Regions from separate parts of the Mus musculus genome. Here region 1 is linked to region 2. The links are chromatin contacts, called in public promoter capture Hi-C maps. All regions are on one chromosome and are shown on one strand. Each heading gives the region's core, a stretch centred on a gene start, on an enhancer-like site or on the middle of the called end of the contact. The rest is flanking DNA. Distances are from core to core; before and after follow the strand shown.

Region 1 (6,531 bases), core at 3,052-5,551, 2.3 Mb after region 2:
CACGGCCAGCTGCTCTGAGCCTTCAAGGAAGCTAGAATGTTTGCCTACTAGCGCTTAGAGTATACTAGAGCAACAGCCCTCTCTTCTTAGTCCCATATGAAGGAGGAGTTGATTGACAGGTCTGCAGCTCAGGTAAGTGCTGTTGGCTTTGTGGCTCCATTGACTTTCTTTCCTTATCTAAAAATAAGGGGATTTTTGAACTACATATCAAAGTCCCTTCGGCCTTTCCTTTAGGAGAGTTGTTGATAAAACAGAAAAGCAGAAAAGTCCGGAAGTGGATGTGACTCAAGAGGATGATTAGACTACAGCCTGCCTCCCATCTTGGATATAATGCTTGTTTAGACACAGTAATGTCTAGACTGGGATCCAGGTAAATAGGAGAGGTGAAAACGTTATCCCTACATCTTGTATTAGACATTGGATGGAGACTACTGAGCTTTCAAAAGACTCACGCAAAGCTGTGCAAGAAGCAAGAAGGAATAGTAGATGGTTATAACTTTATGTGCCAGTTTTCTGCAGACTGGCAATAGCTGTATGGAATATCACATGGATAAAATAGTCTGGGATTGATTAATAATGTCTGCCTCCAGTTTGGGCCAGAGAAATGGCTAAAACTACCTGGTGCTTGCATATATACTGATCATTTAGCAAGTTGTTAATGAGCAGGTACTTCATGAAGAACACTGGTCTTCATTGGAAGATCAGTGACAAATACAAGTTCTTATGCTCTGTTCTATCAGGGGAGACAATATATGTGTAAACTGATGATTAATAATGTAGTTTTAACCAGTACAGATCACGTCATAGACTAGACAGTCATGGTGTGGAAAAGGAGGAGAAAACCCAAGGGGCCAGACAGGTGACATTTAAGGTGATATCCAAATGCTAAGATGGAAGTGCTCTGGAGAAGAGCTGAAGGAAGGGGCACCAGGCAGAGAGAACAGTAATGTCAGAATCCTGAGGCAGGACTACTAACTACCAGGGAGACCAGAGTTGGCTGTTCAAAGACTAGGGAATGGGGTCAGTAGAGGAGGTGGGATTGGGTGTCTGACAGACCTCCCACATTCAGCCAGTATATACAAAACAAACCCCTACTCCCTGCCCCCAAAAAACCAGTCCCCACCCACCCCATCTCCAATCCTCTTCCTGCATCAACCTCACCTCCAAGTTCTTCCCTTTTCTCCTAACTAAATAAGGCTCTGTCTACCCTATTGTTGGACCAATCTGGTACAACTGCAGGCTCGTCTACAGCAGCTCTCACACCAGTTTCCCCACTGGGCTCCTCGTCTCTGAAGCATTTCTTGAACAAATCCCACCACTTCTTCCTGCCCCAAGTTCTCTTTCTTTGTTTCACCCTAACTCAAGTCAGGGCCAGAAGCTTTCTTATCTCTTTAAAGGAAACCTGGAGTCATTAACTGTTGCACACATTCCTCTAATTGTCTGCAGACACTGCAGAAAGAATTGGAAGCCGGGCATTCATTATCAGAGGGGGCCCCCGCTTTTTTGGTTCCTTAGTGAAAGTATCACAGTAGCCCAAGAGGGAGAGAAGACCTTCACCCACTTATCCTCACATGGATTCTTGGGCTCAGAAAGTTCAGCATCTTATTATAGACCCCACAGCTGCTGAATGCACAGGCCTGCCAAGTTGCTTCTGAGCATCAAGCTTTCTCCTAAAATCAAACCCGGCAAACAATGATGTGGTCAGAGAAATGGTTTTAGCATAGCAGAGCTCTTCCTCTTCCCTTCAAAGTCCTAGGCCAGAGCCCAGTTGCTGGGTTGCTCAGCATCTCAACTTGGAAACATGAGAAAGAGGGACCTTCTGCATATTGATTTCCAGTCCCAGTATGTCCATCTGCCCCCATCTCCAACCCTTTGTTGCCAGCTCATCAGCCTTTGCCACTGGCTGCTGCTGCCATCAGAACTTTGATGCTTTCCAGTCTGTCAACATCTAAGGTCAGGAAGCATTCCCGTGGGAACCATGGTGCCAACATCCGGTGAGGACAGGCCCCCATTACCTGCTTTTGCTATCATACCCAAGAACAAAGGAGCTTGGTGCCTGCCGCCTGGTGGGCTGTTTGTCTAGGGTGAGGCCAAGCCTGGCACAGATGTTGAGTAAACAGGAGTGCCAGCCTCACAGATCTGCCTTACAATAAGCAAGGCTTTAATTGGGATGTGTTACCCCCAGGCCACCTGCTAAAAATCACAATGGTCAACATCAACCAGATCTCCAGGGCTATAGGGCAAGCAGTCCCTGCTCTCCATCTTGGGATCTCCAGTCCCACAACTGAGAACTGGATATGACGGTTTCTAAGATACCTCCGGTGGACTAGAGCTTTCTGTAAGCTTTTAGAACTCAATAGGTCAGAGCCTCTGAATAAGGCAACCCCCACCCCAGCTTCATGCATCCACACCCACCTCAGCCTTGCCCAGAGAGACAAAGCTCTTTCAAAGCAATACCCTTAGGCTCTGGACCCATGACCTTACCCCACCCTGCTTTGGTTTGTCTGAACTGGAGTCTTAAGGGTGCTTCCTGATCAGAGGGACAAGTCAGTCTGTCTATCGTGTTTCTGAGCCCATCTCTAACTCAACTCTCCTTCTTTGGCCCAGAAACCATGGGGGGAGGTACGGAAGGCTCTGAGGGACCATGGAGTGATGGTCACCCCTTAGGCCCATGAGAGGATGCATGGTGGTCACGACTTTAGAATTCAGTACACATCAGAACCACCTACTTGTTAGAATACAGAATCCTGAGCTCCACATTGCAGATACTCTGAATCCTAGCATGTGAGGTGGGAAGGGACAGCTTGAGGTTCTGAACACATGCTAAGGTGCTCCTTAGTTCTTTAATAAAGCAGAGTGTCTGTAACTACACTGTCCTGGGTTCAGCTCCTGTAACTTGGGGCAAGCTGCCAAGCCTTTGTACACGCCAGTTTGTCTATGTATTTTCTTTTACTTTCTTTCTTCAGTTTTGTCTGTAAAATGAGGCTATAATAACACCTACCCTGAATAAGTGTGAGGTATTGTTTCAGGGTGTTTATTACACCTTGTAAATGTTCTAAAAGTGAACCGGCAGAAGTCCATCACAGTAACCTAGAGGCTCTCTTTGATGTTTCCGACCCCGGCACCTCTCTCATTCACCTAGGCACAAATACACTTCAAACTTAACTTGTTGGCTCTTCCTTCTAGTCATGGTCTAAGCCACCACCCTCCCTTCCACTACATGGCCCCTTCACTAGCCCCCAGGATTCCACCACTGTCTCTGCCTGTCATCCTCCCAGGACAGACATGCCAATCTGATAATGTAATGTCCCCCTGTTTCAAGAGAAAGGCTACATTGTGAGTCCAAAATCGTATCCTCCGGGCCCCTCCTCATCTACTTCTCCTCAGCCGGTTCACCCTCTCTCCGCTCTAACTCTGCACTCAAGCGATTCTGAACTTTATTCTGAACATTTTTTTTCTTCGATTCTAGGTCTTAACACAAAAGTGTATGTTCTCTGCCCGGAGCACTGCCTCCCATCCTCAATACACTATTACTCATCCATCTTGTATACTGTCACTTAGATCCCGTTTCCTTAGACCTAACATTGTGCTTCGAAAAGGTAGGTTCTTTCCCGGCAGGAATGCTTGTTAGCCCCGCTGTGAGTTTTAAACCCACCTCCACCAGTTAACACATGGCTCCGGGATAATAAACGCTTCTCTGCTCTAGCCACTTTGAAACATTGTGGGTGCCCAAAAAATATTTTCTAATAAATTATCACAATCGAATAGACGAATAAATAAACCCTTGAGCGTCCCTTGAAGCGGGCTCTGCCGGGGTGGGTAATTCCCACGCCCCACATTCCTTTCCCTACTCGCTAAGGCCTGTCCTGGGTCTGGATGTGCTTGGAAGAAAAAAAGCCTCTTGACAGAATCCCATGGGTCTGCTAACCACAGGGGGGCGCCCCCAGCTCGTTCTATCTGGTTATCACCGTCTAGGACTGGAGCTGGTTACTAATCGCCAATAGGAGAGAGGGGCGGGGTTACCCGATTGACTGACAGTGTGGCTCCGCCCAGTCTAATTCATCTTTTCAATGGCTCCTCCTGCTGCAAGCCCCAGGACGCCGAGGGTGGGCTCGGTGGAAGAGCGGCCAACTGAACTCCAGCAGAGTGCTCTCGCAGCAGAACCAGCTGGCTGGGCGGTCTGTGAGTGGGCGGCCGGCCTCTGGGGGCGTGGCCTGAGTGTTGACGGGCAGGCAGGTAGCCCTGCCCCTCTCGCCCAGAGCGGCCGCTCCACCGCGAGGACCAGCAGAAGTGAGTACGTGAGCGGCGCAGCCAGATACCGGCTCCTACCCCGGACGGCGAGCGCACAAGGATCCCGGGATCTGAGCTCGGCCTCAGTGGACTGTGCCCCGAGAACCTGCGACCACCTGCGCCCTCCGCTTCCCGAGTCATTGGGCATCAAGCCACCCAGCGCCCCGGATCCTCCTGGACCGGTCCGTCCAGATTCCCGCGGGAACGACCTGCCGGCATCTACCCGGAGTCCCGGGTTGGGCGACACCTCGGTTACAGAGCAGCCCGTCTGCTTTGCTCCCCCTCCCTGACGGGATCTCTTGGACTGTGCGCGAGCCTTCTTCCTCGGGCGTCCCCAGCCCCGCCGGCGCGGCCCGGCTCGGCCCCCCAACCGAGCGCCCCGGGCTATGGCCGGAGCCCGCCCGCCGCCGGGGCTTCTGCCGCTGCTCGCTCCGCTGCTGCTGCCGCTGCTGCTTCCCGCCGGCTGCTGGGCGCTGGAAGGTGAGCGGCGTCGGGGTCCCGCGCGCTACCGGGGAGCCCCGCAGTGTGGGGCCGTGGGCTGAGCACACGTCCAAGGAGACTCTAGGCTCGAGCCGGCTCCGCAGCCCTCTTTGGGGAAACTGCTAGCATCAGGACTCAGCACCGACTCCCGAAAGCAGCAGTTCGGCCGTGGGTTGTTTTTTGTTTTTCGGGTTTTTTTTTTTTTCTTCTTTCCATTTGGAAGGGATAGCCTACAGTCAAAGCAGAGGAACGAGACCCTCGGGGGTTCGCACCTCTGGAAGGCGAGGAAATGTGGGCGACTCAGCATCAAGGCGGGGGGGCTGCGGGACTGGGCGCTTGGGCGGGTGAAGCGAAGCTCCTCGGGTTGGGGGCTGCACTGGTTGGGAACCCGTTGTAGTTAACAGTAAGCGTGATTGTGTGCACCCCGCTTTGTCAGGGGATGGCTGCGGGGGTGGAGAGGCAGGGGGGCCTGTCATTGTTTATGGTTTTTCAAGTGCCAGCAACACAAGAGGTGTGTGTGTGTCTGTTGTAAACCTTCTCGGACCCACCCCACCCCCACCTCCAGCAGGACCTTTGGAGGGCTTAGGTTTCCATTGAACCCTCACCAACAGGGATTTACCCGGGGAGCACCTGAGCCGAGTGGCTACTAGTCATCAGCGGCGGGAAAAGGTCAGCCTTGTCTGTGGGCTCAGTGAAACCTACTAAGACTGCTACTGGGAAGAAATTGAACTTGGACAAACAAACAGCCCGAGTGTGGCTGGCCCAGACAAGAGAGCTCACACTTACGCCACTTGACATGAACCCACAGGGAACACCGGCACAGGTCACTAACACAGTCTAGAGGCACATACAGTCCCCTGGTGTTACAAAAATTGTAAACCTATTCAGTCAGGGGTGAAACTCAATGTTGAGGGAGGGCAGCAAAGAATTTGAGGGAAAATTGCAATGCAGGCAGTACTTAATTTTTGGTGTATTGGTTAGATGCACTTTTTTAGTTGAGGAACAAAATACGATCCCTATGCAGTTGGTTTCCTTTCCATAAATTCACAGTGTAAACTTAAAGGTTAGGAAGAAAAAACAAAATCTCTGAAACAGTTCAGAGAGGCTTCTGGCCTTTGGAATTTTGGTGCCACTGTGCTGAGGGATTTATTCACATGGGTGGACACATGCAAATTTAGACAGACACACAGAGGTTGCACCCACACTTACACACACTCACCCACTCACCCACATGTGTGTGATAGGATCTCAGGCGTGAGAAACCAGCATAGGGCTTTGTTGTTGATTGCCTGAAGGGTGTGAGCCAGGGAGCCTATTGAGTTCCCAGGTCTGGGACTATCTTAGCGCAGGAGAGGCAACATTGGTGCATGCACTCTGAAACATACACTTAAACTGTGTGTCACCTGTGTGTATCAGGTCCCGTGGCCCCTTTTGTGGGGTGCGGTAGGTAGTGGTAGGTGGTAGAGCCGAGAATGGAGTGGTGGTGGAGGTGTGTGGTTTGGGGGAGATGAGCTAGGGGTACCTGAGGGGGGTCTTCCCTTCCTCCTTTTCATCCTTCACCATCCTCAGACCCTTTGAGGCAGGCTCTAGCTAGTAGTGTCTGGCCAAGGAGCTGATGGTGACTGAGAGGCCCTTGTGATCAACTATGAATGGGAGTCAGAACTAGTGCCAGACTGAGGGAGGCTAAGCCAGTGAGGATGTCTCTGGAAAATAGCGGGGCCTACAAATGTGGATTTTATCATTGCCTTCCTTCCTTAAAGA
Region 2 (6,810 bases), core at 4,170-6,669:
ACTGGGCCAAACCCTCCTCACTAAAATTCACATGTTGAAGTCCTAGCCCTCAGCATCCCAGAATGGGGAAGCAGGGTGTTTAAGGAGGTAATCAGGCTACAGTGAGACCATTACATTTGTTGTACACTAACATGAATGTACCAGAAGATGAGAAAACAAAGACTGATAAGCAACCTCTCTGGACCTGTAAACCAAAGGGGTAGCTTTGGAGAAATGAAGCATGCTAAAATCTCAGCTTGGGGAGTGCTAGAAAGCCTTGCAGGTGTTAGGTAAGGTGCCCACGCTATGGTATTTTGTTATGGCAGAATACTATACTCACTACTTCAGAGTTTTGGTTTTGTTTCAGAGACAGGGTCTCAAACTGTACCTTAGGGGATAGCCTTAAAACTCCTGGCAGTCTTTTTGCTTCAGTCTTCCAGGCACTGGGATTTCAGTAATTGTTTCAGATTAATTGTAGCAAATGCAAGTCTTGGGCCTGACTCGTCCTCTTCTGGAGGCCACAGCAGATTTCTGGCTTGTCCCACTCTCGAAAGGCCCTCTTCATCTTGACAATCCAAGGGGAAATTTTGCAGCTGCCTCCCAGCAAAGGTCCAGTTTCCTGTCACACTTACCCAGCATGCTTTTCACCTTTGGGTTATTACATGCCTTCTGCAAATTGTTTAGAATATAACTGAAATCTTTAGTTTCCAGCCACATCCCAACTGGAAGGTTCTTCTTGTTTTTCTGTCACTGTTTTACCAGCATCTGAAAACCTCAGTCAAACTTAGGTGAATTCATATTGATTAAAATAAACGACAGATACTTTTGATTACCCTTTATTTGTTGATTACAATAAATGACAGCCGGGCATGGTGGCGAATGCCTTTATTCCCAGCACTTGGGAGGCAGAGGCAGGTGAATTTCCGAGTTCGAGGCCAGCCTGGTCTACAGAGTGAGTTCCAGGACAGCCAGGACTACACAGAGAAACCCTGACTTGAAAAAAACAAAACAAAAGACAGATACTCTTGATTACCCTTTATTTGTTCCTAGGATGACTCACTTGTCTGTGGAAAGTAGACTTTAGATCTCTACTCCAGACTCCTAGGGCCAGCATGTTCCCAGGACAGCAGTTTTCAGTCTCTTATCTTTTGAATTCTACTTGTGTGTACACCTTGGTGATATCATTGTACCTGCCTTCAGGGGCCTGGTAGTTAGAGATAGGTGGTGTGTAATGTGGCCCTTCTTTCTCGAAGGGGAATAGGCTGGTATCCCGCTTTATGGCCTCGGCATAGAGCTCTGCAGATTCAAGTTTCAGCTCCTCCAGGGCTTCCTGCTGGGCTTCTAGCATGGATCTGATGGCGTCCCTCTCCATCTCATGCTCCTGCTGCTTAAACAGTGCCCACCTCTTCAGCAGAAGAGCTCTCCGTTCACTCTCCTCAGGTGAATGCTCCTCCTGAGGTCGCTGTCTGTGAACAAACACATAGAGCAAACATGGGAGGCCAAAGAGTACTGACACTATTGCAGAGGGACCCTTGTGACTGCACATGACTTAAGTGCCCTACTACCAGCACGGCCAGGCATAACCAGGGCTCAGGAAAATAGTAAATTTGAGGATATATTAAGAATGTAATGTCAGGGCTGGGGGGAGGATTCAGAGGTTAAGAGCATTTACTGTTCTTAGACACCAGAATTTCTTCTTAGCACTAGAATTATGTGGCTCAAAACTGCTTATAACTCAAGCCAAGAGCATCTGCTGCCTGTAAGGGTACTTGCATTCATATGAACATACTCCCAACACACAATTACATATTACAAAAAAAAAGAAAAAAAAAAAACCGCTCAGCATAGAACATGGCAGCAGCTGCTTTCCTCCGGCAGAAGGAGCCTGCTTGCCTGCTTGGAGAGAACTATACTGTTTCTGCCCCAGGCAAATTATCCTTTTGGTGAGCTGGGGGTACAGTAGAAAAATGAAACAAACACCAACTAGAGACAAGAGCTTGTTTAGTCCTAGAACACTAGAAAAACACTGGTGCTTCCCAACTTGTACGGTTTTATAAACTGTGCACTTTTGATAGGATGAGGGCTACAGAGCTAGGGTCTATGTCAAGGGTCAGAGCCAAGGCTCATGGAAATAAATAACACGAACCCTGGAGCAAAGCTGATCTAAACTCCCTGAGAATCTCCCCCCAAAATCCCCAAAAGCACAATCAAAATGAAAAGGATTCAGGTCAGGGCCAAGTCAAACCTACTCACTTGTTCCTACCACAGACATGAACTTCAGTTAGAACTACTTGAGGAACTCCTTTGCATTAAAGATGTCTCCCAGAGGAGAACTCTTACCTTGATTTATCCAAGAACCTCACAGGGGTAATAAAATCTTCAATAGGAATCAGTTCTTGGGAGGCTTTTTCCAGTTTTCGGATCCTCTTTTTCAAGCGATCCTTTGCTGCTTGATCCTTTCTGGGGTCTACCTTCTTCTTCTTCCGCAGAGGTTCTGCTCTAGTGGGTACAAGCACTCAACCTCAGGACGGATAGGATGCTAAATAAAGTATCTCATACTTGTGCTATATGCTAACAAGAAAGCTGTCCGCAGCCCTAACTCCACGAGCTTAGTCCACTGTCTTCCCGAGGACGGTATGGGTCCTATCAATTCCAGGAAGGACAGGGATCTACTAAGAGGAACTGTTGATTCTTTCTTTTTGTTGGTGGGGTGGGGTGGGTGGTTCTGAGACAGGGTTTCTCTGTAGCCCTGGCTGTCCTGAACTCACTCTGTAGACCAGGCTGGCCTTGTCAAACTGTCTCTGCCTCCCAAGTGTTGATATTAAAGGGGTGTGCAACCACTGCCCAACTTTTTTTTTTTTTTTAACTTTTATTCTTACACAGTCCTAGCTTGCCTTTAACTGGCTATGTTGTCAAGGATGTCCTTGAACTCTGATCCTACTGTCTCTACCTCCAGACTTCCAGCCTAGTTATTTTCTACTACTCCCAGTATTCTGGTGCTGGGGATTAACTTAAGGCTTTGTGCATGCTAGGCAAGGATCCAATAAACCAAGCTACATTCTTAGCTTGGAAGTGCCAGTCTGTGATTCAGGTGTATCTTAAAGCTGCCCTGAGAAGTGAACGTGCTGAACTAAGGGAGTAAAAGCTCATTCACATTTGAAATGAATTTGTGATTTACAAAATGCTTCAAGACTAAAAGAGACAGGACAGTAAAAATGACTGCCAGATTTTTTTTTTTTTAAATCAGTTTCTGGGGTGTTGAGAGGGCTCCGTGGTTAAGAACACTTGCTGCTCTTGCCGAGGATCTAGGTTTTGTTCCCAGCACTCACATGGCAGCTTACAACCATCATTGATTCTGGTTCCAAGGGATCTGGGACCCTCTTCTGGCCTTTGTGGGCACCATGCATGTAGACATAACACATTACAAAATTAGCCATGTCCTAAAGCTTTGGCAAGTATCTGATTTACTTTTAGGAACACACTTCCCAGGCTAAATGTGGCATTAGGAATAATCAAATTTGAAGCTGGAGAGATGACTTAGGAGTTACAAGGAGTGCTTGCAGATCTTAAACACTGGAGTTTGGTTCCCAGAACCCACATCAGGGGCTCACAACTGTTTGTAACTAGGAGAGCTATAACCCCTGACTGGCTTTGGGCACCCCAAACACATGTGTATACATATGTCAGGAACATAAACATTAAAAAAAAAAAACCCTTAAAGCAAACCTTTTAGCAATAAACTAAATAAAGCCCCAAGAAAGCATCCAAAGTTCCTAGAGTAACTATTATTAGTCTTTGAACCTTTCTCCCACTCAGTGAATCAGAATGAGCAGGGAAGAGCAAGGCCTATGGAAATACAGAAGTTAAGATATGCCCTTTGAAACACATAAGACTCCTTAAATCTAGCTGCTACTTATTTAAACTACTCAAGTAGCAATACATATATGCTATGCTATCATAGTACAGAGCTCCTTCAAAGGACAGAGGCATCCACTTAAATTTAACTATTAGTTCCACAGACTGAAATCTGCTTGCTAACCCAAGGTTGGGCACTCTTGCTTTGTTTTGGTCATATGCATACACGTGTTTCTCATACCCCAAGAGCTAAGGGTTATGCTGGATTTTACCTCATGGGGATGAGATCCCAGAAGGCCAGTAAGGAAGCTCTCTGGTGGGTGTGTCTGACGTGTGCCTGGCAGGTTCCAGGGATCCTGAAGGAGAGAAGGGTATGTATAAAGATCTGGGGAAAGAGAAGGCACATACACATAACTATAGGTCTTCCTAAAACCCGGAGGATGTTTGTAAGTATCTATTTTGTATTTTTTTCAGACAAAAGTCTCCCTAATTCGGGCTATCTTGCAACTTGAGACAATTTTCTTGCCTCAGCTGCTCCACCATGTCTAGTTCATTTGTATTAGGCCAGCAAGGTCAAAGTGAGGAATTTACAGAACTCTGTTTCTCACTGGGGCAGAGCCTTTACTTGCTCTGGCAGGATCTTCTTCTTCTTCTCCTTCTTCTTCCGTCTCTCTGTTTCTTTCTGTCTCTCTCTCTCTCCCCTTCTCTGTCCCCTCTCTTTCTCTGCCTCTACTCTCTTCTCAATTCCCCTTCCCATACCCACAAATAAACTCTATTCTATACTAGACCTGTCTAGTATATGACTGGTACCTCGAGGAAGGAAGGAGGGATGCTTCAGTGTGGACCACTGAGTAAAGTACCCCCTCCCACTGTACTATACGTCCCTTCTATAAAACATATCCTTGGATTTTTAAAAACACATTGCTCTTCTTCCTTTTTTTTTTTTTTTTTTTTTTTTTGGGTTTTTTTGAGACAGAGTTTCTCTGTAAAGCCCTGGCTGTCCTGGAACTCCCTTTGTAGACTGGGCTGACCTCGAACTCAGAAATCCGCCTGCCTTTGCCTCCCAAGTGCTGGGTTTAAAGGCGTGCTCCACCACGCCCGGCGTCTTTTTCTTCTTTTTAAAAATGGGGTGTAATATAGCCAGGTTTGTATGCAGCTGTTACGACCTTGACTTTCTGACCTAGCCTCCACCTCCATAGTGCTGGGGTTGCAGGAGTAGGCCACCACTTAAGCACGACTTAGGCTTCACACTTGTTAGGCAAATAGCCTGTTAAGTGAGTACACTTCCAGTTCGGATTTTCATCCGCAACAGATGCGGTAGGCTCATGCCCAGAAATAATCTGCGAGCACTAGCGAGCAGCTACGGGGCAAAGCCCGCGCACGCGCCCTGGGTATTCTGCCACCCGCGGCTACACTCACCAGCTCCGAGGCCGCAGAGCCCGCGCAGCACACAGCATCACCCCGGTAGCCATAGTTTTTCACGCCACCCGCTGGCGGGCAGCTTCCGGGAGCACGCCCCTGGGCGGTCCGACCTGAGGTACCCGGTCGGGTCTGGCAGGCCTCGGCCCGGAACTCGCGGGTCTGGGATTCCGAGAGGCGGGCCCGCAGCTGGCCCCGCCCCCGACGCAGCCCCGCCCCGGGCAAGCAACGGTGGCTTCGCCGCGCCCTTTTGCGGGCGTCCCGCCTTCTGTGGATGCTGCGGTGTTTTCCTGCTCTCTGCTCCGCCTGGCCTATGTGTTTACATCTATGAAAACGCCCCGCTCTTCTAATAAATGCGCCCGTCTGGCCCCCTATCCTTCACCAGCCTAGTTCTTTTATGCATGCAATCGAGCTCAGGGCCCGCTGCCGTCTGCCGCTAGATGCATGCTGGCGCCCGCCCGGCTGGCGCTCGCGAGATGCCCAATAGCGCGAATTGATGGATGGCGGAAGCTAGTTACTAAGCTGGACTCGGAGCCGCGGAGGTAGAACTAGAGATCTGCACACCACCCTGGTTCTGCATCGCCGGGCGGGATCTCAAGGCTTTGCCAGCCTGCTCACACCGACCCTCATCGGCGACCACATCAGTGGCAGCGGAGTATCCCCGTCCTCCCCCCCCTGTCTACCGAAGAACCGAGGCGGCCCGGTCCGCGTAGGGAGCGGTTTCCCGCCGGGGCGATTTGGCAGGTGCGCGCCGTGACTTCCGGCGTTGCCCGGGAGCCGCCGGAGGAGGAGCGGCGCAGGGGATGCGGCTGTGGCGGCGGCGGCGGCGGCCGAGCGCAGGAGGCGGCTGTGGCGGCGGCTGGGGGCACGGGCCGGCGATGGCGCGGCGGCGCTGAGGGCAAGGGTGGGCGGCGGCCGGAGGGCGGGCGGCGCGGGAGGAAGCTGCGGCAGCTCCATGGCCCAGGCGTGCTGAGGGACACGGCTCTGGCTTCAGCCCGGCAGCGGCCGAACAATGAAGCTCTTGAAGCCAACCTGGGTCAACCACAATGGTGAGTGCACGCAGGAGTCGTGGGCGGCCGAACCTGCATCGGGGTGGGGTCTGGGATTGGCTTGCGGCGGTGCTCAAGTCCTGCCCACCTTGTCCAGACGCTGGTGCCGGGTGCTGGAGCTGCAGAACGGGCAGGAGCAGACTTTGTCCCCGGCTCTGGGACACCGGCGAGCCCGGGCACGTGCTTCGGGCTGGTTGCAGCGAAGTCCGCCTTTGCCTCAGGCAATGGCGCTGTGTCCTGCGCCGCCCACCCTTAATCTGGGATGCCTGGCTCTGGTGAGCCGGCTTGGGTACCGACCTGGTGCTGCCATCCGGCTTCACCATCCAGTATGTGCTCAGATGGTTGTGAGTATGAAACTGGGGCGACATCCCCCTTGTGGCCTTTCAGCGGCTCGGTGAATCTGCATGAGATACTTACTGGCTGTATTGCCCTTTCTGAGGCCTGGAGTTTGTGACAGTGCCCCCACTCGGGCTATTGCGATCCTGGAATGGGAAGGGCCTGGGCTCAG

What was found. Capture Hi-C pulls out chosen DNA fragments and counts their contacts.
Region 1: a contact with region 2 is called in a promoter capture Hi-C map of adipose tissue, with 4 times the contacts expected there. The contact joins the promoter of Ephb3 here to the promoter of Mrpl40 in region 2.

Annotation. Positions count from the first base shown.
Region 1 is chr16:21,200,494-21,207,024 of GRCm38.p6, forward strand. It overlaps Ephb3 (Eph receptor B3), which reads left to right and starts at 4,302. Exons shown (of 16, transcript NM_010143.1): 1 at 4,302-4,770. The coding sequence starts at 4,677.
Region 2 is chr16:18,871,218-18,878,027 of GRCm38.p6, forward strand. It overlaps Mrpl40 (mitochondrial ribosomal protein L40), which reads right to left and starts at 5,420. Exons shown (of 4, transcript NM_010922.2): 1 at 5,254-5,420; 2 at 4,107-4,190; 3 at 2,320-2,478; 4 at 801-1,445. The coding sequence starts at 5,306. The coding sequence ends at 1,121. Hira (histone cell cycle regulator) reads left to right here and starts at 5,533. Exons shown (of 25, transcript NM_010435.2): 1 at 5,533-6,302. The coding sequence starts at 6,266.